Regions from separate parts of the Mus musculus genome. Here regions 2, 3 and 4 are each linked to region 1. Evidence: chromatin contacts called from public Hi-C data. All regions are on one chromosome and are shown on one strand. The core of a region is the stretch at or near the end of the contact, and the rest is flanking DNA. Distances in the headings are between cores, read along the strand shown. Region 1 holds the start of Ntrk3 (neurotrophic tyrosine kinase, receptor, type 3). Region 2 overlaps E430016F16Rik (RIKEN cDNA E430016F16 gene). Region 3 overlaps E430016F16Rik (RIKEN cDNA E430016F16 gene). Region 4 overlaps Ntrk3 (neurotrophic tyrosine kinase, receptor, type 3).

The links. A called contact is a pair of places that touch in the nucleus more often than the background predicts.
Region 2: a Hi-C map of cerebral cortex shows a contact between it and region 1, with 2.6 times the contacts expected there. The contact joins the enhancer-like site here to the promoter of Ntrk3 in region 1. A contact is called at or near these places in 2 of 39 promoter capture datasets (the HPC-7 cell line and hippocampal neurons), 1 of 15 datasets of contacts at CTCF or cohesin (CD8 T cells), 9 of 484 Hi-C or Micro-C datasets (DN3 thymocytes, the HPC-7 cell line, the N1E-115 cell line and 4 more), 1 of 115 datasets of contacts at active chromatin or transcription factors (neural progenitor cells) and 2 of 9 other capture datasets (adipose tissue and liver).
Region 3: a contact with region 1 is called in a Hi-C map of cerebral cortex, with 5 times the contacts expected there. The contact joins the enhancer-like site here to the promoter of Ntrk3 in region 1. A contact is called at or near these places in 1 of 484 Hi-C or Micro-C datasets (cerebral cortex) and 1 of 115 datasets of contacts at active chromatin or transcription factors (neural progenitor cells).
Region 4: a contact with region 1 is called in a Hi-C map of cerebellum, with 2.5 times the contacts expected there. The contact joins the enhancer-like site here to the promoter of Ntrk3 in region 1. A contact is called at or near these places in 1 of 39 promoter capture datasets (hippocampal neurons), 7 of 484 Hi-C or Micro-C datasets (cerebellar granule neurons, cerebellum, cerebral cortex and 2 more) and 3 of 9 other capture datasets (adipose tissue, liver and pancreatic islet).

Annotation. Positions count from the first base shown.
Region 1 is chr7:78,575,430-78,580,689 of GRCm38.p6, forward strand. It overlaps Ntrk3 (neurotrophic tyrosine kinase, receptor, type 3), which reads right to left and starts at 2,409. Exons shown (of 17, transcript NM_008746.5): 1 at 2,107-2,409. The coding sequence starts at 2,354.
Region 2 is chr7:78,658,230-78,662,837 of GRCm38.p6, forward strand. E430016F16Rik (RIKEN cDNA E430016F16 gene) reads right to left here. Exons shown (of 11, transcript NR_015542.2): 7 at 2,388-2,442. Among named protein-coding and RNA genes, the nearest start is that of E430016F16Rik, 58 kb to the right of the region's middle. Within about 2 kb of position 2,907, at least 6 of the 459 cell types and tissues checked have an H3K27ac peak or open chromatin away from gene starts, as enhancers often do. A contact at or near this core is called in cerebral cortex and cortical neurons, where this site is marked.
Region 3 is chr7:78,689,296-78,694,229 of GRCm38.p6, forward strand. The region is part of intron 5 of E430016F16Rik (RIKEN cDNA E430016F16 gene); the gene reads right to left. Among named protein-coding and RNA genes, the nearest start is that of E430016F16Rik, 26 kb to the right of the region's middle. Within about 2 kb of position 1,851, at least 33 of the 459 cell types and tissues checked have an H3K27ac peak or open chromatin away from gene starts, as enhancers often do. A contact at or near this core is called in cerebral cortex, where this site is marked.
Region 4 is chr7:78,504,107-78,509,049 of GRCm38.p6, forward strand. All of the region lies in intron 3 of Ntrk3 (neurotrophic tyrosine kinase, receptor, type 3), which reads right to left. Among named protein-coding and RNA genes, the nearest start is that of Gm39038, 68 kb to the right of the region's middle. Within about 2 kb of position 3,630, at least 9 of the 459 cell types and tissues checked have an H3K27ac peak or open chromatin away from gene starts, as enhancers often do. A contact at or near this core is called in cerebellar granule neurons and cerebellum, where this site is marked.

The sequences.
Region 1 (5,260 bases), core at 1,159-3,658:
GAGAGAGTCCTGATGGCTGCTGAGTCCAGTTCCCACTGAGCGGCTCCCAGTCTCCCTGCTCAGATCGCCACAGGCACTCTCCTGGGATCCTCTAATGCCAGGAGAGGAGCAAGAGGCCAACTGTGTCCCCTCCTCCCACCAATGTCTCCGGGGAACAACTAATCCTACTCCCCCCCCCCCATAGAACCGCTTCCCCAAACCTCATTTTGAGAGGTGTGACACCTCTTCGTGACCATAAAGAGCCTATCTGATTGTGACCAATCCTGCCTCCCTGAGGGTTCCCAGGGACATACACATCCTTAGAGCAGAGAACAAGGCAGACACAGCTCACTGGCTCCCAAACTCTCCAGCCCTTGGCACATCCAATCACCTGAAAATCTCCATGCCCAACTCCAGAGCACAGGCCACTAAGCTCTTTGCAGCCATCCCTACAATCCAGGGGCCAAGCTTCCCTGAAACATATTCCTCCAGACCTTGCTCCTGGACAGACACTGGCCTCCAAGTGGGTAGAGGCTTCTCCTTTGCTCTCTTCTCCCCTCCCCTTACCCCTTTGCTGTCTATCTGGACATCCTTGACCATCCTGGAGGTAGTAAGGAATGAAAGGCAGAGCTAAGATATGGGTCAGGATTGTCTCCAGGAGTCGGGGACATCTTCTGGGGCTGTTCATCTCCCTCAAAGTGTAAGCTGCAAGAACACAAGCTGGTCTCTCTTATACCAAGAGAACTGGTGGGCTTTGGAGAGAGCCTGACTCCAATTCCTTCAGGCTTTGTAGTCCTGAGGCAATGGTTGGAGCAAAGAGGGGAGGGGGTGGACACTGAGAGGGCAGTAGCCACAGCACACTGGGTCCCTTCTTGCTCTAGTCCGTCCCCAAGGCAAAGAGCTACCCTAAACGTCTCCCTCAGAGCCTGGCCACCGTCCTAGTCAGTCCTGGGGCTCCCAAGGGATGAGAGCACGGGGCAAAAACCAATGAGCTGCCCTCCGAGCATCCAAGAGCTATCCACACCCTTCTCCTTCCTGGGGCAGAGAGGTCAGAGGGGTGGTGGTCACCTGGCTGAAGAATGAAGAATGAAAGAAAGGCTATGCAGGCTCCTGGCCCTGACTCTTCCTTTCACTCCTTCACAGGCCTCTGGCCCCATCCCTACCAAAGAAACACAACAAGAAAAGAGCAGGCCACTACACAGGGTCCCACTCAGCCGGGGCAAACCAGCCAAACGCCACGCAGAGTTCAATTTTTGAGAGAAAGGGGGTGGGGGGAAGGAACCGCAGAATTGTGAAAGAAATTTCCTTCCCAAAACCCAGGTCGTCCTCTCTCTCCTGCCTCCAGCAACCTGACTCAGAATTACCCTGGGCAGTTATGGAAGCCCAAGCCAGGAAAGGGTCTGTAGGCGCCCAGATGCAGATGAGGGTGGGAAAGGGGGGGATGTCTCGGAAATGCCCAAAATGGGGTTGGAGAAGGCGGCGGGAGGTGGGGGGGAGGAAAAGCAAAGAGGTAGGCGTCCATGACGGCCAGAACACGTCCGAAGTCTCCTCGGGAGAAGCCAGCTTCCAACTTGTTTACTTATTGGCATGTTTTGCTCTCTCCAAAGGGAAACAGTTTTTTTTTTAAAAAATCCCGATTGGTTCTCAAGCAGTCCCTATCTGTCACCTTCCCTCCAAGGCTAGGCTAAGCTTTGCCTCTGCCGCCGCTATCTGCCACCGCCTGTCAGGGAAACGAGACGCCTCTACTTTATTCCACTTGAGCGTGGCCAAACTGTTGCTATTTAGTGGGGGGCATAGAACCCAATTCGCACCCTCGAAACGAGCAGGCAGAGGGTGGGGGCGGGGACAGGAGCTGGGCCCGGGTGCACTCCGCCCGGAAGGGTCCTCTCCAGGGAGAGGTACCCACCAGCATCATCAAATCACGCCTGGCTAGGGCTGGAGTCACCTGAAACACGCAGCCCTACAGCATCTCCCGAGCCAGGGCGAGCCTGATGCGCACCCGGCGGGCTGCGAACAGAGGCGAGCTGGGGAGCGCAGGGCCAGTTCCCGGGCCGCGGGCGGGCAAGACGGAGACGCGAAGCTGGGGCGGGGGTGGGGGGCGGGCTGGGTAGCGGCCGCCTGACTTACATGGAAGTGATATTCCTTGAGATGTCCGTAATGTTGATGCTGGCGTTCCCATTGCTGTTCCCTGAATCCTGCCCTTCCAGGAGAGGGAAGAGGTTCCCATCGTCCGGCCGCCGGCAATTGATCTCAGTCTTGCTGCAGACACAATTTGCAGGGCAAGCCAGCACGGAGCCCACATAGTCCAGCCAGACGCTTCCCAGCAAGAAAATCCGCCAGAAACTACACTTGGCTGGGCAAAGAGAGACATCCATCTCCGATCGCTGCTTCTAAAAAAGAGGAGGAGGAGGAGAGGAGAGGGGGGTGGGGTGGGGGGAGTGGGGAGAGCAGGGGGGGAAGGAAACAAAGACAGCGAGGGAGGGGGGAAGGGGGAGGGGGGCCTCTGCCTTTGAAACGCCGAACGATCAGATGCAAAATCCTTCAGCGTCGGAAACCATCGCGGCCGCCGCCGCCACCGGGTGGGAGCCGCGGGGAGCGCCTAGTGGCGCGGTCTGCCGGGCATGGTGGCCGGCTCGGCGCTCGCCGGCTTGCGGGGTCCAGAAGCTCTGGAAACGAGGCGCGCTCTCCGACTCCGAGACTTTGCAGGGTTGTAACAACAGACGGTGGGAAGGCAAAAATAATAATAAAAAAAGAAAAAAAGATGGTGCTAAAGTCACCAAGTCCCACCTCCTAGGCAGAATTAAAACGGACACACCTGCAAAACACACTCGCACACACTCACATACACACGCGCGGAGCTGGAGGAAGGAGGAGAAGGAAGATGCAGTCAGAGCTGCAGCAGTCGCGGCGAATGGCTCGCTACGCGCCTGCAGAAATGTACAAGTGCTCCGAGCCTTACGAAACGCACGGGTTATCGGAGCGTCTTCCTCGGTTCCCTCCCTCCCTCCTCCCCTCCCTCCTCGCGGCCTCCTCCCCCCCCCCCGCCCCCCGCCCGGGCTGGGAGAGGCAGGAGAGCGGAATCTCCCCCTCCCTCCCCTCCCCACACCCCTCTCTCTCCCCGCCCGTCCTCTCCCTCCTGCTTCCCCACCCACCCACCCACTCGCCGGCTCTCGGCTCTCGCCGGTACCGCCACCCGCAGCCGCGCCGCTGCCCGCCCGCTCCACGCCCGCGCCCGCTCGCTGCAGCCGAGGGGAAAACGAGACGGAAAGGAAAAGTTGCAGTTGGGATTCCGAGGGTCGGCGTTGGGGAGGGAGAGTTGGCAAGCTGACTGAGCAACACGAAAGGCGTTCTCCCTTCCACTTTTTGGCCCTCGTGCTGCCCGGTTTTGCTGCAATCTCCTCCGCAGGAGGAAGCGAAATGAGCGTGGCCCAGGTGACCCGGGATGCTCCCCAGCCTGAGTGAGGGTCTCGGGCTCACGGACAGTGACGGGAATCAGGAGCGCACAGGAACCCGAGCGAGGCAGCCAGGGACGCCGGCCGCAGACGTGCAGACCTAGATCTGAATGACACTCATTTGGGTAATCAAGAGTCCCGGGAGCTGGGCTCAGCTTGGGAGGGGACTGCGTGGCATGGCACACTGAGTGCCCCTGAGCCTATTGCTCCTTCTTGGCGGTGCGTTATGGGTTCCGCCTTGGACAAACAGGGACCAGAGAAGGAGAGAAAGAGGGAAGGAGCGCCTGCAGGACTGCGCTGGAGAACCGAGGTGGCCCAGGGCGAGCGATTCATGCGAAAGAAGCGGCCAGGAAATTGAGATGCGAAGGGCATTTTTTGGCAAGCACCACGCCAGCACCGTCGGAGGCCAGCTTCTTGGGCTCAGCCCTCGGGTGCGCCGAGCTGGCAGCCTGGTGAGGGGGTGGGCGGACTGCTCTCTCCGGATGATTTGGGGGGCACAGAACCTCCTCTTTCCCTCCCCCACAAACACCCCTTCCTGGTAGGGGCTCAAAACAGGTGCAGCCTTCGAGGCAAGTTTAGACCTGATGGGGAGAGAAGTATAGCCCCCGCTTTTTGCCTTGATAGGATTGTTTTAAAAATAAAATGCAAATGTAAATATGCCAAATGCGAGCTATTTCCTGAGAAAGCCTGAGATTTTGCTGTGGGAAAGGAGAAGAAAGGGTTAGGGGAATCCGAGCAGGCAGACACACTACAGCATTCACACGCAGAAGAAAGCAGCGCTCTCCTCCCCGAGCTTGGGTGAGGGCAGGCAAGGAAGCAAAATACATTGAATTCAACAGCATCCAGGATCTGAAAGGATTCTCCCCCGCCCCCCTGTGGATTCCAATGCAGGTCATGCAACTTGCAGGCAAGATGGGGGGAAGGGGTATTGCGGTGCCACCAGCCTGCCCCTAGTGCCACCGACAGACAGACCCGATGGCTTGCAGTAACACTTTTTGCTGGGAGTAAACTTGGGTGAAAGGAGGAAAAGAAAAGAGCATGCCTATAAAAGGCATTTTCCCCGACTTCTCATTACACTCTGCCTTCCTTTTGCCCCAGTGAGACTTTTACACCCTGTCGCCATGATGGCCTTGTCCCCAGAATGGCATTTTGCCCTCCCGCCAGCAGGAGGGGACAGAGTGGAGACAGCCTTAGACTCTCAAACCAGAACCTACTGGCTTCAGGCCAGTCCCTGATGTCCTTGTCCATTGGGAATCTCCCTGACACTTCAAGTGCCATCCTGAGTGACTTTAGGGTTCTCTGAGAGGCAGGGAGAGTAAGGTGTAGCCAGGACACTGGAACTTGGCCTCTCTTGAGAGATAGCAGAGGAGAAATAGGAAGCATTTCCCAGACTACCCCAGGGAGACAGAATAGCTGACTGCCTGAGGGGATTTAGTAGAGCTCCAACAAGGAGAAAGCATAGTTGTGTCTTAAAGGGTGCCCCGCCCATTTTTAAGGACAAGGACGATTTTTATTACTGCCTGCAAAGAAAGGATGCTATCCATAAGTCGGGTTTCAAAGCAAAACTTTGGAAACCTCTTCAGAGAGTGAAAATTCAGGCTGTGAAGCAAGGGACTCTGATTGGACAAAAGGTCTTTCATTCTTGACCGTGGATAGGATGAAGGTAAGGTGCTAGGAGCTCTGAGCCCACTTAGAAAGTAAAGCTTAAAAATGAAGAAGGCTCTTTTTTTTTAATGCAAGTGGAAAGAGCAGAGTTCTACTTATGACCATGAACAAATAGACTTACACTCTGGGCCTCAGCTTTCAAATCCATGAAATGACCACATGGA
Region 2 (4,608 bases), core at 1,657-4,156, 83 kb after region 1:
CAAGTAAGCCAGCCAAGAGGATTTTCTCAAGGCAATGACATAATCTCCAAAGGGCATGAAGCATGGCCAGCGGCAGCTTGCATCACCCGGCCAGAGCAGCCACGTGGCTTTGTGCAGAGTCGAGTGGCAAGGCAGTCTCCTCTTGCCCTTCTGTGAAAGGATTGACAAAGCTGCTAGCAAAGCACAAGCGTAGATTCGGTGTCTCTGCTGAAAGCGGTGGTGGCAAACCTGCACCTTGAGCCTGTCAGGTGCTGGCAAGTTCCTCCTCTGTAGCCCATGTGCTGGAAATGGGCCTTGTGGGACACAAAGAGTGGCTCTTTGAGATGAAAGCATGCTCACTCCTCGACCTTGAGGTTCTGAGATTGTGAGTGGAGTTGAAGAAGAAATGTGCCACCCGGGGATCCATCCCATAATCAGCCACCAAACCCAGACACTATTGCACAATGCCAGAAAGATTTTGCTGAAAGGACCCTGATATAGCTGTCTCGTGTGAGGCTATGCCAGTGCATGGCAAATACAGAAGTGGATGTTCACAGTCATCTATTGGATGGATCACAGGGCCCCTAATGGAGGAGCTAGAGAAAGTACCCAAGGAGCTGAAGGGGTCTGCAACCCTATAGGAGGAACAACAATATGAACTAACCAGTACCCCCAGAGCTCATGTCTCTAGCTGCCTATGTAGCAGAAGATGGCCTAGTCGGCCATCATTGGGAAGAGAGGCCCCTAGGTCTTGCAAACTTTATATGCCCCAGTACAGGAGAACACCAGGGCAAAGAAGTGGGAGTGGGTGGGTAGGGGAACAGGGTGGGGGGAGGGTATGGGGAACTTTTGAGATAGCATTTGAAATGTAAATAAAGAAAATATCTAATAATAATAATAATAAAAAGAAATGCGCCTTCGCTTACTAAAACTGTAACTGCCACATTCGTGATCTGTCTGGATGCAGATTTCTCTGGAAATCTTTTATTTTACTGGAAGTATCTGTTCTGAACCTAAGCTTAATGCTGACACCGCTTACCCTGGGCTTCTTTTTATCTATCTATCTATCTATCTATCTATCTATCTATCTATCTATCTATCTATCTATCTATTTTTGCCTCCCAGTGCCCTTTTAGTTTGGTAGGGCGACTGGGGTAGAAGAATCATGTAGCCCAGGCTGGCCTTCCTTCTGCCACCTCCCAAGAGATGAAATTACAGAATTTCCCTGCTACCTCCACTTTCAACTCCCCTTCAAGCATCTTTCTTCCCATTTCCTTTGACGATTTCCTTTCTTTATGCTCTCCTAAAATACGGTGTCCTTCAAAACTATGTTTTCAACTGCGTTTTCCCCTCCATATCCCGAGGAGTGACCTTCAGGGTACCTATAAACTCCAAGAAAATTATTTAACTTAAAAGTTTAAATTATTTAAACTTAATAAACGTCTCTCTGTTTGTTCATGTCTAGATTGAAGTCTATGGATTTGTCAGGATTCGTGAAACGTTCACCACTGGCAGAAGGTGACAGCACCATTCTGCCACCTTCCTGGTTAAGACCCATCTTCCTGTGGGCTTCAAGCATCCCTTCTTGCTCCCCTTCACAGCCTCCCCACCTTTCCCTACTCTTAATCTGCCTCCGTTCAGACTCCTCCCATCTTTCTGAGAAGCCTCACAGGCATCCCAAAACACATCCATGAGGGAACTCCAACAGAGAACCCATGTCTCCTGTCTTTATGGATGGCCAATTCATCACAGGGCCCTGACCTCTGGACAGACTCCACTGACTCATACCTTCTTTCTGCCTTACCTTCTGACAACTTAAATTGATGCCTCCTCCTCCTCCTACCTACTCGGCATCAATGCAGGGCCCCGCCCTCCTTCTCATAATCCTGACCCAACTATTTTCCATAGATCCAGTCCCTTAGTCATCTCACACAGCTATCTGGGTTCCTTCCAAAATCCTAGTGATTTTTTGTAAGTCTCTTGTCCACCCACTGCTTTTAGGGAAAGGTCTAAATAGAAGCTAATTGGGGGATAGTCTCCACCAAAAAAACCCTGCCCATCTCCACTTTCAATCCCTAACACTCTGTCTCTGGACCTTCCCCTAAGCAAGCCCACACTTCCCATCGCTCACCAATTTATTTCCTTGCCTAGTTCTACTTCTCCCAAAACAGCGAGTTTCATTGTTACCTCTTCTGTGTTGTGGACCTCAGGCTGGCTAGGTGCCTCTTCTTTAGACTCCAGTGGTATCAAACCACTGTAAAAGCTTCTACAAGACTACACTATCCATTGAGTTATAAACATTACATGAGCTAGACGCATGTGCTTGCCTCCCAAAGGTCGTATGTTCTATAAATGTTTGATAACTGAATATTAGATGGAATGGGTGAAGTGGTAGTTTTATTTGTTACCTGTCTTGTGATGTTGAGCAAGTCTGGTAACTCCTGAGGATATCAGTTTCCTTATCTGCAAAATGGAAACCATAATGAAAATACTGAGGTATATTAGACAATAAGTCTTGGGTCATCCACACAACTAAAGTCGAAATCACCAAAATATAATTCTTGAAACTATGTAGTTGCAAAAAAAAAAAATGTGAAAAGGGGGTGTAGAATAATTTAGTCAGCATGACTTCAACTGTCTACAAGGGACAGCTGTGAATAAACGCTCCCTCGCACATGCCTGGAGTGACAGAGCCAATATTTATCCTTGAGTGGTGGGACTGTGGTGACTTCATTTTATGCCCCCAGACTTGCCACATTTTTGTTAGTGAGCACGCAATACTTTATGATGAAAAGCTAAACTTTATTACCAAAAAAGAAGAAAGCAGTTTCTAAGAAAAGAAGCCGCATCCTCCTCACTTGGCAGTGTGTTGGATGCCGCCCAGCATTCCCAGGGAGGGAGCTCTTGCCTCCCTCCAGCACTTTTTGTTCTTCTACAAAGGCAGGTCCACTCCACTCTGTCCCTCCCTCCCACTGAGCTTGCAGCATCGCTGGGCAGCCAGGTCTGCAGAGAGAATGAACGCAAGCCTGGAGCATCTTTGTCTCTGGTCTTGTGATGAGAAGAGGAGAGCCACATACCCACAGTGACTTCAGCCCCTAATTGTTTGAACCCTTGCTGCGTGGTAGCAGACTCACAGACCCAGCCTTTGAGGAGTTCCCAGTTCCAAGGTTCAATCCGCCGAAGGTCTCCATGTCAGATCTCACTAAGAGTTGAAGACTTGCTGCATCAGAGCAACTTCAGACCCATAGCCTTGGGGCTTCCAGGAACTTGAACTCTCAGCCATTGCTGGTGGGAGCTGAAAGTGTTCCAATCTTTCTGTTGTGTGACCTTGAGGCTATTTCTAAGACTTTAATTAGGAAGGCGTATCTTAGCTAATTCTGCATCAACTTAATCAAGTCAAGGGATACCCAAAAAGCTGGTAAAACAAGGTTTCTCAGTATGACTGATTCCAGAAGAGCTATGTGTTAGGAGCATAAGGATAAAGCAGAGACACATTTCAGCAATATGAACAGGCCTCACCCAACCTACTGACAGCCCTAAGGAACAAAAGTCAATGAAAGTTTAAATGTTCTGCCTCTTCTTGAACTGAAACATCTACTTGCTTTGGCCCTTGAACGCTATAGCTCCGGGCTCCTGTGTCTTAGCCCTTCAGAGTCCAGCACATGCAGCAGAGGCTCCTACCTTATCTGTCCCCCAGTTCTCAGATTTTGGAATGCAGACCAAACTATGCCAATAGCTTTCCTGGTACCACGTGCAAATGGCATACCATGGGACTTTCAGTCTGTATGTGCCAGTTCCTGTTATAAATCTCTTCTATATTTATCTCTATCTAGTAGGTCCTGTTTCTCTGTAGAATCTTAATACACGTGGCAAATCAACATTCAAAAAAAATGCACATCAGTTATTGGCTCCAACCTGCAATCCCAGCTGCTATGAAGGTTGTGTTGTAAAGCAGGAGGACCACAAGATAAAAGGCCAGCCAGGGAAACTCCGTCTCAAAATAAAAAAATAAAACAGGGTGTGGCAGTGTGAATAGGAATGGCCCTCTTGGGCTCATAGGTTTGATTGCTCGGTCATGCCAAGGAGTGGCACTATTAGGAGGTATGGCTTTGTTGAAATAGGTGTGTCCTTGTTGGAGGAAGAGTACCACTGGAGTGGGATTCAGGATTTTAAATGATCAAGTCAGGCCCCAGGGTCTCGCTCTTCTTGATGCCTGAAAATCCAAAAGTAGAATTCTCGGCTCCTTCTCCAGCACCATGTCTGCCTGCCTGTCACCATGCTTCCACCATTAAGATACTGAACTAAACCTCTGAAAATATAAGCAAGCCTCAGTTAAATATTTTCCTTTATAAGAGTTGCCATGGTCATGGTGTGTCTTCATAGCAATGGAACACTGACTAAGACAGAGGGGATACTGGGAAAATGCTTGTTACCAAAGTATGAGAATCATAGAGCCCCAACATCCACATAATTGTTGGGCAGCAATGATGGCTCACTTGTAATCCCAGCACTTGAGAAGCTGAGACAGAAGTGCCTACCACCCCAGCAAGCTGGCTAATCAGAGTAACAGAACTGGCAAATTCTAGGTGCAGCTGAGAGACCCTGCCTCAAAATAAAAAGTAGAGTGTA
Region 3 (4,934 bases), core at 601-3,100, 110 kb after region 1:
TACCTGTGACTGTCTCACCCTGAGATCCAGAGGGGTTTTTTTCCCACTGTACTATGCTGTCCTTTGATGGGAGATATCATGTGCCATGCCTCAGTGATCACAAACACAAACACACACATACACACACTCACACACACACACACACACACACACACACACACCACCATCACCACCACCACCACCACCACCACCACCACCACCACCATCATCATCATCATCTAACTGACTCCCACAGCTGACCCATGAAGTTGATACCACTAGCCACTTTGCATGTGTGGAAACTGTTGACTCTTAGAGCTGAAGGGACTTCATCACATCTTTTACATGGGACACAGAGATCATTTCCATAAAACCAAGTATATTTTATCCATCATCATGCACTGTGACCTACTCTGCTGTGGATGTGAAAGGTCTAAGGCAACAGAGTGAGATGTAACACGATAATAGCCTTTCTGTAATGTGAAGAAAACATCTGGTGACATTTCCAGCCTCCACATCTGTATCTCCAATACCTAGATCACAGCATCCCGTAAGCCATGAAGCAGGGTTCCACTACTCTGTCCTTACTCATGGTGGCCTAAGACTCTGGCCCAAATGAGAAGTATTTCACCTTCAGCAATCAACCTGGTGGCATCTAGATGGAGGGTTTTGGTTCTGTGGTACCTGTGACTTTCTAGTGTCCCTCTTTCCAGACCCATAAGCAACTCCTTAAGAACAAAGGGATCCATGCTGCCTGAACTGTTGGGAAATGCACCCCAAGGTGAGAGGTGCAAGCAGGAATGCTGCTGTGACAGACCACGATGACCCAAGGGTGGCTGTCCTGGTGATTGCTATGACAGATGCAGAGTGGAAAGCAGATAGCTGTGGAATTTCCAGTTGTTGCTCCTGTCCAGTCTGCTGGTCTCTGCACTCAGGAAAAATGGTTAAGATGCCCATTGATTAGCACAGAGGGGAAGGCTCATCTGAAAGAGATGTCCAGGCAAATGCTGTTCCAATTTGTCACAACTTGTGGACCTTTCATGACTCTGATATATGTGGCCAACTAGAAAGAGACCCTCTTAAACATCACAACTGGAAAATCAAAGCTGAAGAAGCAATTGCTGATTTTTGGCCACGGGTTCTTTTAACCAGGAGAGGTCATGGAAATTATGAATTGTTTCCTCTCCTCCAGTCACATCTACTGCTGATGAGGAACATCTCAGAATTTTTCCAAAAATAATCAAAGGAAGGACCTTCCTACAGACACAGCTGGGATCTGAGTGCTTCAGACTTGGGTCTCAAACTTCCACACAAAATGAAATAGTATGGAAGTCTTATCAAAAGCCTGACCCCTTAGGCCCTAAAATAAGGCTTTAATCTGGGAGGTCTGGGCAGAGCCCAGGAACTTATATGTCTAATAAATTTGCTTCTTGATTTACCATCTTCCACCTAAGCTGTGAGGACCATGAAACCAGAGTCTGGTACATTCCCTTTTATACCAAAGTGGGCAAGAAGTTGGGGGCTGGAAATGGAAGCAACAGAGACCCCAGGGTCAAGAGTTTCCCACTTTAGACTCTCATGCTCTCCCTATTCTCCCAGCCTCCTCCTTGCCTTAGTCAGAGTTTCCAGGTACTTAAGGCTGTTCTCCCTGGCTCTAGACTTACGAACCTTACTATGCTGGCAAAGATGGGAGATGCCACTTCTCAGGAAAGAGGCTCTGACCAGTAAATGGGGGATGAAAAAAATGAAATGGCATTTCCCTGGAGTGATGGGGGTGTTAAGAGGTAAGAATGCAGAGCTTGTGGGGGAGGCCCCTCCAAGTCCCCCAGCCCTTCACCATTCTCCAGTTCTGTCTCCCTCCCCCACCACCCGCCTCCTACTTGGAACCAGTGACTAATTGCATTGCGTTTCTCTTTGACTTGCGTCATCCAGCAGAGAATGGGTGGTTGTTTTTACAGCTTATTCTTTCAGGGATTCTAAGTGACATTTTTTAAGTGCTCTTCCCCTGCTTTGGAGCAGCACAGCCTCCTCTCTTCTCTCCCCCTCAATCTGTTTCTCTCCCCCTCAATCCTGCTCCTTTCCCTCTTCCGGGGACTGCTAGGAAGAATAAGAAGAGCTCAGAAGACACGGGGCTGGCCCCAGAAAAGCAACCAGAAGATCTCTCTGTGCTCTGAAGACCCCAACTGAACAGAAGCCCCCAGGACTCTCCACCACTGGCAACATCTGCAAGAGAGCTGCCACAGTGGTGGAGAGCCATGCTGGGAAGCTCTTCTTTCTCTCTCCTCTTCTCTTCTTTCTATCCACAAACATCTCCTGATACCTAGTACTAGGGAACAAAAACTAAAACAAACTCTATTTCTCTCCTTATAGGTGGGAAGCTCTGGAATGAGTCAACCAGCTATTAGCAATGTACATGGTAATATCCTAAAGGCAATAAGGTCCAGTATATCACATGAGTAGAAAACACAAAACCTAGCCTGCAAGAGACAAGATGATCAGAGAAGTGTCTAGGTGGTGATGCTATGAAACAAGGATGAGATGTCCACAGACAGCAACCAACTGGACAGAAATAAGGAAAATATTGTCATGGCTTGAACTACTTGGGGGGAGGAAGTAGAACTTGAAAGAGCTTGTGTGGAACTAGGGCGATGGCTCAGCAGATAATTACATGTACTCCATGTGCTCTTTTCACAGAGCCATTGTTCAGTTCCCAGCATACACATTGTAAGGCTCATAAACTGCCTATAAGCTCCAATTGGTTCAACAACCTCTTCTGGCCTGTGTGGGCACCTACACTCATGTGAATATAATTAAAGTAAAATAAGCTAGGTGTGGTAGGCACATCTTCAGTTCTAGTACAGGGGAGGCAGAGGCAGGCAGATCTCTGTGAGTTCAAGGCTAGCTTTGTCTATACTGTAAATTCCAGGACAGCCAGGGCTACATAGTAAAACCTTGTCTCAAGGAAAAAAAGGAAGTTGTAGGGTAGAGACAGGTCATGAGCTACTAAGCCACTCTTACTTGGGAATTGAGTTCCTTCCTCTGCAAAATGAGAGAGTTGGGCTAAATCACTTCCCTGGCATCACTTTTGCTTCTGCAACTCGAATGTCCAAGATTCTCTTCCAGCATCAAAGAAATGGAAACAGCTCCATTAATGGGGTTGTGAAGTGAAAGGAGCCATTGGCTTGGAACAAGAGACCTGTGTATGAATCTAGCCACTTACCATTTGAAGGGACCTTGGACAAAGCAGACAAGATACTCGAGCCTTCTCAGCTGCAAAGCACAGAGTGATGGAGAGGATGTTGTTTTTAGCTTTTAGGCTAGACTCTCCATGGAATGACAGAGGAGTGTGCACTTAGAGGTGAGCACCAAATATCTGAGATCCTATTGCCAGAGGGCCATCTCTAGCCACAGAGAAGGTTAAGGACATGGGGCCTTCCCTTGATTGGAATTGCTTTCAAAAGAAGTTTAAGATCTCAAATGTGGTGTCTACTAGAGGGAAGGTAAGCACACACACTGCTTTTGCGGAGAACATGAATGTGGTTCCCTGCAGGAGTCTCCTCAAACATCATGACCAACAGAATAACAGTCTGCAGGAGGCAAGAAGGCAGTCCATTTCAAAATGACTCAGTCGCTGGTGTTGATTCTGACCCTGAGTAGTTTATTTTAGCACAGCATAATTTGGAATAAAGTTTCCTGATGATAGTTAACTCAATCCTATGCAGAAAACAAAGCTTAAGACAAGGCTACATCAAAGACTACTCCTACATAAGACTACTACTTTGTAAAGTACATGTGACAACTTTCATAAAGATTGGTTCTATACATTAACTGAGAAATGAGCTCAGGAACTGGGGGAAGATTCATTGTGGCCACAGAAATAGCACAAAGGTTACCAGGCTATTAACCACATCTGCTCCCAGTCTTCTGGGTAGAATACAGATTATGCCTCTCTCCCTTTGAAGAGAAAACCCTGTGTTTCTAACATTGTGGTTCCCCAAGTAAGTACAAAGACCTCTGTACCTTGAAGTGTAAACTTCTGGTTTCTTTGGAAAGTCAGTTATGTCAAATGATATCTTTGCTGGGGCACACAGCTAAAAGGATGTCTTGCTAAAGTAGATATGAAAAGGGATGTATAATGTCTAGAAGGAATATAAATATGACCCCACAGACAATAGGAACTCGAGCTCTACCTAGCTACTCTTCACTGACAGCATGCATGTATTGGTTTGCCTTACATTGTGTTCCTGAGCTCAGCTTCTGCCAACTTCATAAAGAAAAACTCCCGCAGAGTGGGTGGGTGGGAGAGTGGGTGTGGGAGGGTGGGGGGACTTTTGGGATAGCATTGGAAATGTAAATGAAATAAATACCCAATAATAAAAAAAGAAAAAGAAAAGAAAAAAGAAAAACTCCCCCAAAGAACTTCTCATGAGGTTCCTGCTGCTTCTTGTGTCTTCTTGCCACTTCCACAGCCTCAGGCCAGTTGGCAAGCCTTGTGCTTTCTTCTGGATTGAACTGCCCTTACTGGTTTGTATGTGGTGACTGCCAAGTAGACTGGACTGCAGCTGCTGGTTCATATGTGGTGTTTGCTACTGGACTGAACTATGATATCCTAACAATGAAGATTAGACTCAACCTCAAAGAACTATTTCTAAACAGATCTACTTCCCCCCATACCCTAATAACTTTTCTCTTCCACTACCTCAGGTAGGTGGTGGGGTAGAGGAAGAGGTTGAAACCTTATTAAAGTAAGTTGAAAAAAGTTTATGCCTACAGTACTCCCTATAGTTCCCAGCATCCATGAAAAGCAGATCACAACACCTGTAAACTCCAATTCCAGAAAAATCAAACCTGTTTTCTGGCCTCCATAAGCACCTGACTGAGTGCACACATGCAAGTGTGCATGTAAACATACATACACACATAATTAAAAATAAAGTCTAAAATCCCAAATGCCA
Region 4 (4,943 bases), core at 2,380-4,879, 70 kb before region 1:
TCCACATACATATATAGCAGATGTGCAGCTAGGTCTTCATGTGGGTCCTGAACAACTGGAACAGGGGATTTCCTGAAAGCTGTTGCTTGGCTATGATATATGTTCTTCTAGATGGGCTGGCTGCCTTGTCTAACCTCAGTGGAAAAAGATGCACCTACCCAGGGGGGCCCTACCCACATAGAGGAGAAGGGGGGAAGATTCTAGGAGGGGTAACCGGGAGGGAGTAGTGAGTAGGATGTAAAGTGAATAAGTAAAATAAAAATAAAATTTAGGACAAAAGAAAGAGGGTTGTAAACTTGAAGGTAGAGTAACGACCAGAGTAAGGAGAAACATCTGTACTTAAAAAAAGAAACTACAGCAGGCAGGATGAATGCTTAGCAACCAACCACACATTCTACATACAGCCCTGGGTCACTATCTCCCACTCTTCTGTCTCAAGTCCCTCATGTGACAATAGCACATTGATACACTCTCTCCATGACATTAACTGCACCAACACCTCTTGAGAGCTGTCAAGGATGTATGTGCTAGAAACTTCCTAGAGGGCCTGCAGAGTACACACCTGGCTCCACTCAGATCCCACTATACATCCCTACTTCCCTACCTGCTTATCTGTGCGCACACACACACACATGTGTGTGTGTGTGCACATACATTCACACATGCACACCCACAGAAACACACACATAAGTGCACACATAAGCACATGCACATACACACAAATACACACAGACAAACATGGCACACATACCACACAGACAGATACCCACACACACTACACAGACACATATACTACACAGACGCACAGACACACACACACACACACACACACACACACACATACACCACACACACAGAGAGAGACACACACATACAAGGTCAGAATCCTAGAGAAGCCTCAAAGCCAGGTGCTTAGACCTTGTGCTTGTTAGACCTTACTGACTTACTGACTGAACTTCTGAAATAGCTATGGGGACCAGGAAATAGCACTGAGTGAGCACCTACTCTATGCAGCCACAGGAGAGGGTGTCTTGTGGCTAGTATCAATCCCTCTCCTATGGGAACTATTTGCTAGTGTTTCAAGAAAAACCCTTGGACTTAGTTCTTCAGCCAAGACATGAGGAAACCAGTGACATGGCTAACTCGAAGCTCATGACCTCACTGGCCTTCACATGTTCCAGTCACATACCCATTCTTCAGACCCTCTCTTAACACTGAGGAAAGCTGATTTAAGGAGACTCCATCCTTGTTGCCAATGATGCTTGGCACTGTGGAAGAAACAGGTTTATTTTAGGGTCTGGACTGGGCTTCTTAGATTGGTTTCTGAGGGAGTTGAGGGAGATCCCATGCACAACCAGAGATGAAGTCAACCCGGGGCCAGTGCACAGTTTACCCCATCTGAGAGACCCGGGTTCCCTTCAAGCTCAGGGCCATTAAAGCAGCTGGGTCACCTAAGCCCACCCAGGAAAGGCAGAAGCTCTGCAGAGCCAAGGAAAACCCTCAGAGACAGAGGGGTTAACCTGGGAGAAAGGGGGTTTTTTGCAAATTCATTAACAAGAAACAAGGGAGGAGACACAAGACGCAAGCTTGCTAAGGAATGGAGTGGAACTGAGATTAATGATGACCCCAAAACAGCCAAGGGACTAAACTCATTTTCTAAATCTGTCCTTAACAAGAGAAATGGACAAAAGAGATGTGGACAAATGGAAAGTAATGAAGCCTTAGGGGAGGGGGAAAAAAAGAGAAGAAAATCTACTGAGAATAATCAAAACTGGAAAATATGAATGCACCGTGTAACCTCCCAAGGCTTAGAGCCATGCAGACCAGAGCCCAGAATGTTTATTCAGCAGTAGACTGAATATTTCAACATTAAAAGATGACAAGGTTATAAGAAAAGTCTTAATGGTTTAGCTCAGGGGATCCTGAGACCCCAGATGCCTGGAATGAGGAAAAAATGGCATCTAAGGTGATTTTAGGACTCTTCTTCTAAGAGGGCTGTGTGAAAGATTTTTGGAAGCATGCAGTGGGCCAGCAAGAGCAGACCATGGCTGCATTATCTAGGTCACAACAGCCCTGCCCTGAGCGGATCAGAATGCTGACCACGAAAACAGCAAACATAGAGAAATTACCAGGGAGGACATGAGTACCCAAGCCCACAGGAGACTGGAGAAAAGACACAAATGGACGTGAAAAGGGAAAATCAATTGAGGAAACTTGCCACCTGCCTCGCTAGGGAGCAAGGAATCATTTCTACACAAGGCCCCAAGAGAGGCAATTGGCCAGTCAACTAATGGTGTCAGTGCACTGGGAATTGACTGTCTTCGCAGGCAGCAGATAAATGTGTAGCCGCCGAGAAAGTCAAGTTGGGAATCTGCAATTTGGTGAATTCTGTGGCACAAATTCATCTGAGGTTCAATAAGATAATCTGTGTAAGAGGAAGAAGAAAAGATGTGCTTCAAGTCATCAAGTATCACGGGGCCTGGACTGCAGAAAGAATAAAGGGACCCCCACCCATCTCCAGGGCTCATACAGCTTGACTGGGGAGGAGTCAACTGCCCAAGTTGCACATGTAAGGTTTGAAGTCACAGGAGGCTGGAGCAATGCCATCAACATTTCTCTTTCTCGTCTCCTACTGCAGATGTTATAGTGAGGTGAGCACTCACGGAGATGGGCCTGCCTGAGACAGGGTCAAAGGAAAGGGGAGAGAAATCAGCCCCAGAAATGGAAGTCTTGGGTTCCTGCAACCATGTGGCTCAGAACAGGTAGTCTCCACTCAATAGATCGTTAAGGATCCTTTTCTTTGCTGAGAACCTACCCAGTGTAAATAATTGCTAACAGCCCTCAAAATGTCAACTAGCAAGCTAAGAGGCACTGCCCATTCACCCACACACTGTTAGGGACCAGGTAACTAGCAGGAATTGGCTGCTGGTGCTCCTTCAGTGGTCTCTCATGGACCTTCCCTCAACAGGGCCCATTCTAGGGTAGGCAGTTATTACCTTCCTTCCTCTCCAGCCTGGTTCCTGAGAAGGGACAACAGCCAGGGCTAAACAGGCTGGAATGGGGCTATTATAAGAACAGGCTCTAGAGCCCCAGAAGCAGGTTACTTGTGGTTGGCTTCTGTTTCTGACATTTGGTAGCTGTGTAATTAGGCAAGTTGCCTAAACTCTCCGTGCTTCAACTGGCTGTGAGTAAAATGGGGAGGGTGATTGCACACACTTACTATTAGGAGCAGAGAATAGCATATGAAGTGCATCAGCAAAGGTTCAGCACACAGCAGTGGTTCCCAGAAGCCACATCCTAGGAAGTCATTGGATTGGAATGCTTATCCTCCAGAGAGACAAGATAGGTGGATAGAAGGCAGTGGGTAATGCCAAAATAAACTGACAACAGCTTTCTTCTGGTCTTGCCCTTCCCCCGCCCCCCATGGTTCCAGCTGTGTCCCAGCTCAGACCTTTGTTCCAGGAAGAAATGTCCCAAAATGCTGTAAGGTCAAGACAGGGTCATTAAATGGTACCTCATTTTAGAGTTGTGGAAACAGACCTAATAGGTTTAAGCAGCTTATCCAAGATCATGGCACAGTAGAGAGAAACAAGAGACTGTGTGAGGCAGAGTTGCCCAGAACCACTCTATCCAAACAGTACCTCTTACACACCGGCAGCTGTCCTCCTGAGCCTTCTCCCCACACTCTGCTCCTCTTCAGGCCACCTCTCAGATGCACCATTTCATATGTTTCCCAGCTCAATCTCCTCAAATCAGTGTACCCGTGGGGATCCTATCCCATGGGCAAATGGCTGTGTTTTCAAGTCATGTTCTATTGGCAGCTCTTGCTGTTTACTGATGGCCAGACACAACAGCCTTGAAGCAGAACCGTGTATCTAAACAGCTCTAGAAGGAAGTCCAAGGGGATGTGGCTGCACATATCCATGGTGGCAGCAACTGTGCCCTCAACAGTATTGTCACCCAAACCCTCAGCCCTTCCAAATCCAACTCCACAGTCACCTCCTCCACTCAGACTATTTCTGACTAACAGTCTCTGAGGTCTCCGGGGTCCTCCAGCACCTCACGTGGGAAGATCCAGAGAATGGCAGCTGTCTGTGCAGCCTGTCAAAAGTTGCAGAACCTTAACCTGTTCATTCTCTGCAAGTTCATGTATTTAAGTGATAGAAGGCTCAAAGCTGGCCTTACAAGAGTGCTCCCCTTAATTGGAGTCTATTTCCAGCATAATGGAGGAAGAAGTCCAAAAGTATTGTAGGCTCCTGGTGCCCCATCCACCTCAAGTAGAGAGTAGAGCCACTGTCATTTATGGCTTCTCTTCTTCATCTTCTAGTGACCACAACAAATGTTTGTTTCTCTCTCCTACTATGACCAGGGAAGGTCAGCTGTGGTATGATCCCATCATCTTCCCAGAAAGATTCAGGCTAATGGAGCAGTGGTCAGCTAGAGCATTGCTGCCTTCTGCTCCATAGCAAAGTGAGACGAGACACAGTGGGCCTCATGCAAAGTCTCAAAGCTTCTACCAAGAAGGAGCACAAGGTGTGTGTGTGTGTGTGTGTGTGTGTGTGTGTGTGTGTGTGTGTGTGTGTGTGTGCGTGTGTCTATGCACAGGGATGCGTACAAATACACACAAAGTATAATTCAAAGTGTTTCAGAATATTCCCAGAACTATGTAATGCATTACTGCAATCAACTTTATAAAAATTTCATTATTCCCAAGAAAGCCCCCATACCTAGTACAGCCCTAAATTATCTGATTATGATGGAGATAATAAATATGGAAACATTTTTATGTTACAATAGAAATGTCATTTTTCTAAGTCTCAGATAGTATTGAATTTATTATACTTTTTCCTTGTGTCTGTTTAGTTGACTGGGTGAAGACAGTTTTTCTATAAATCCTTGCCTGGCTGGGCTGGAATTTGAGGTATAATACATTGCAGCTCCAG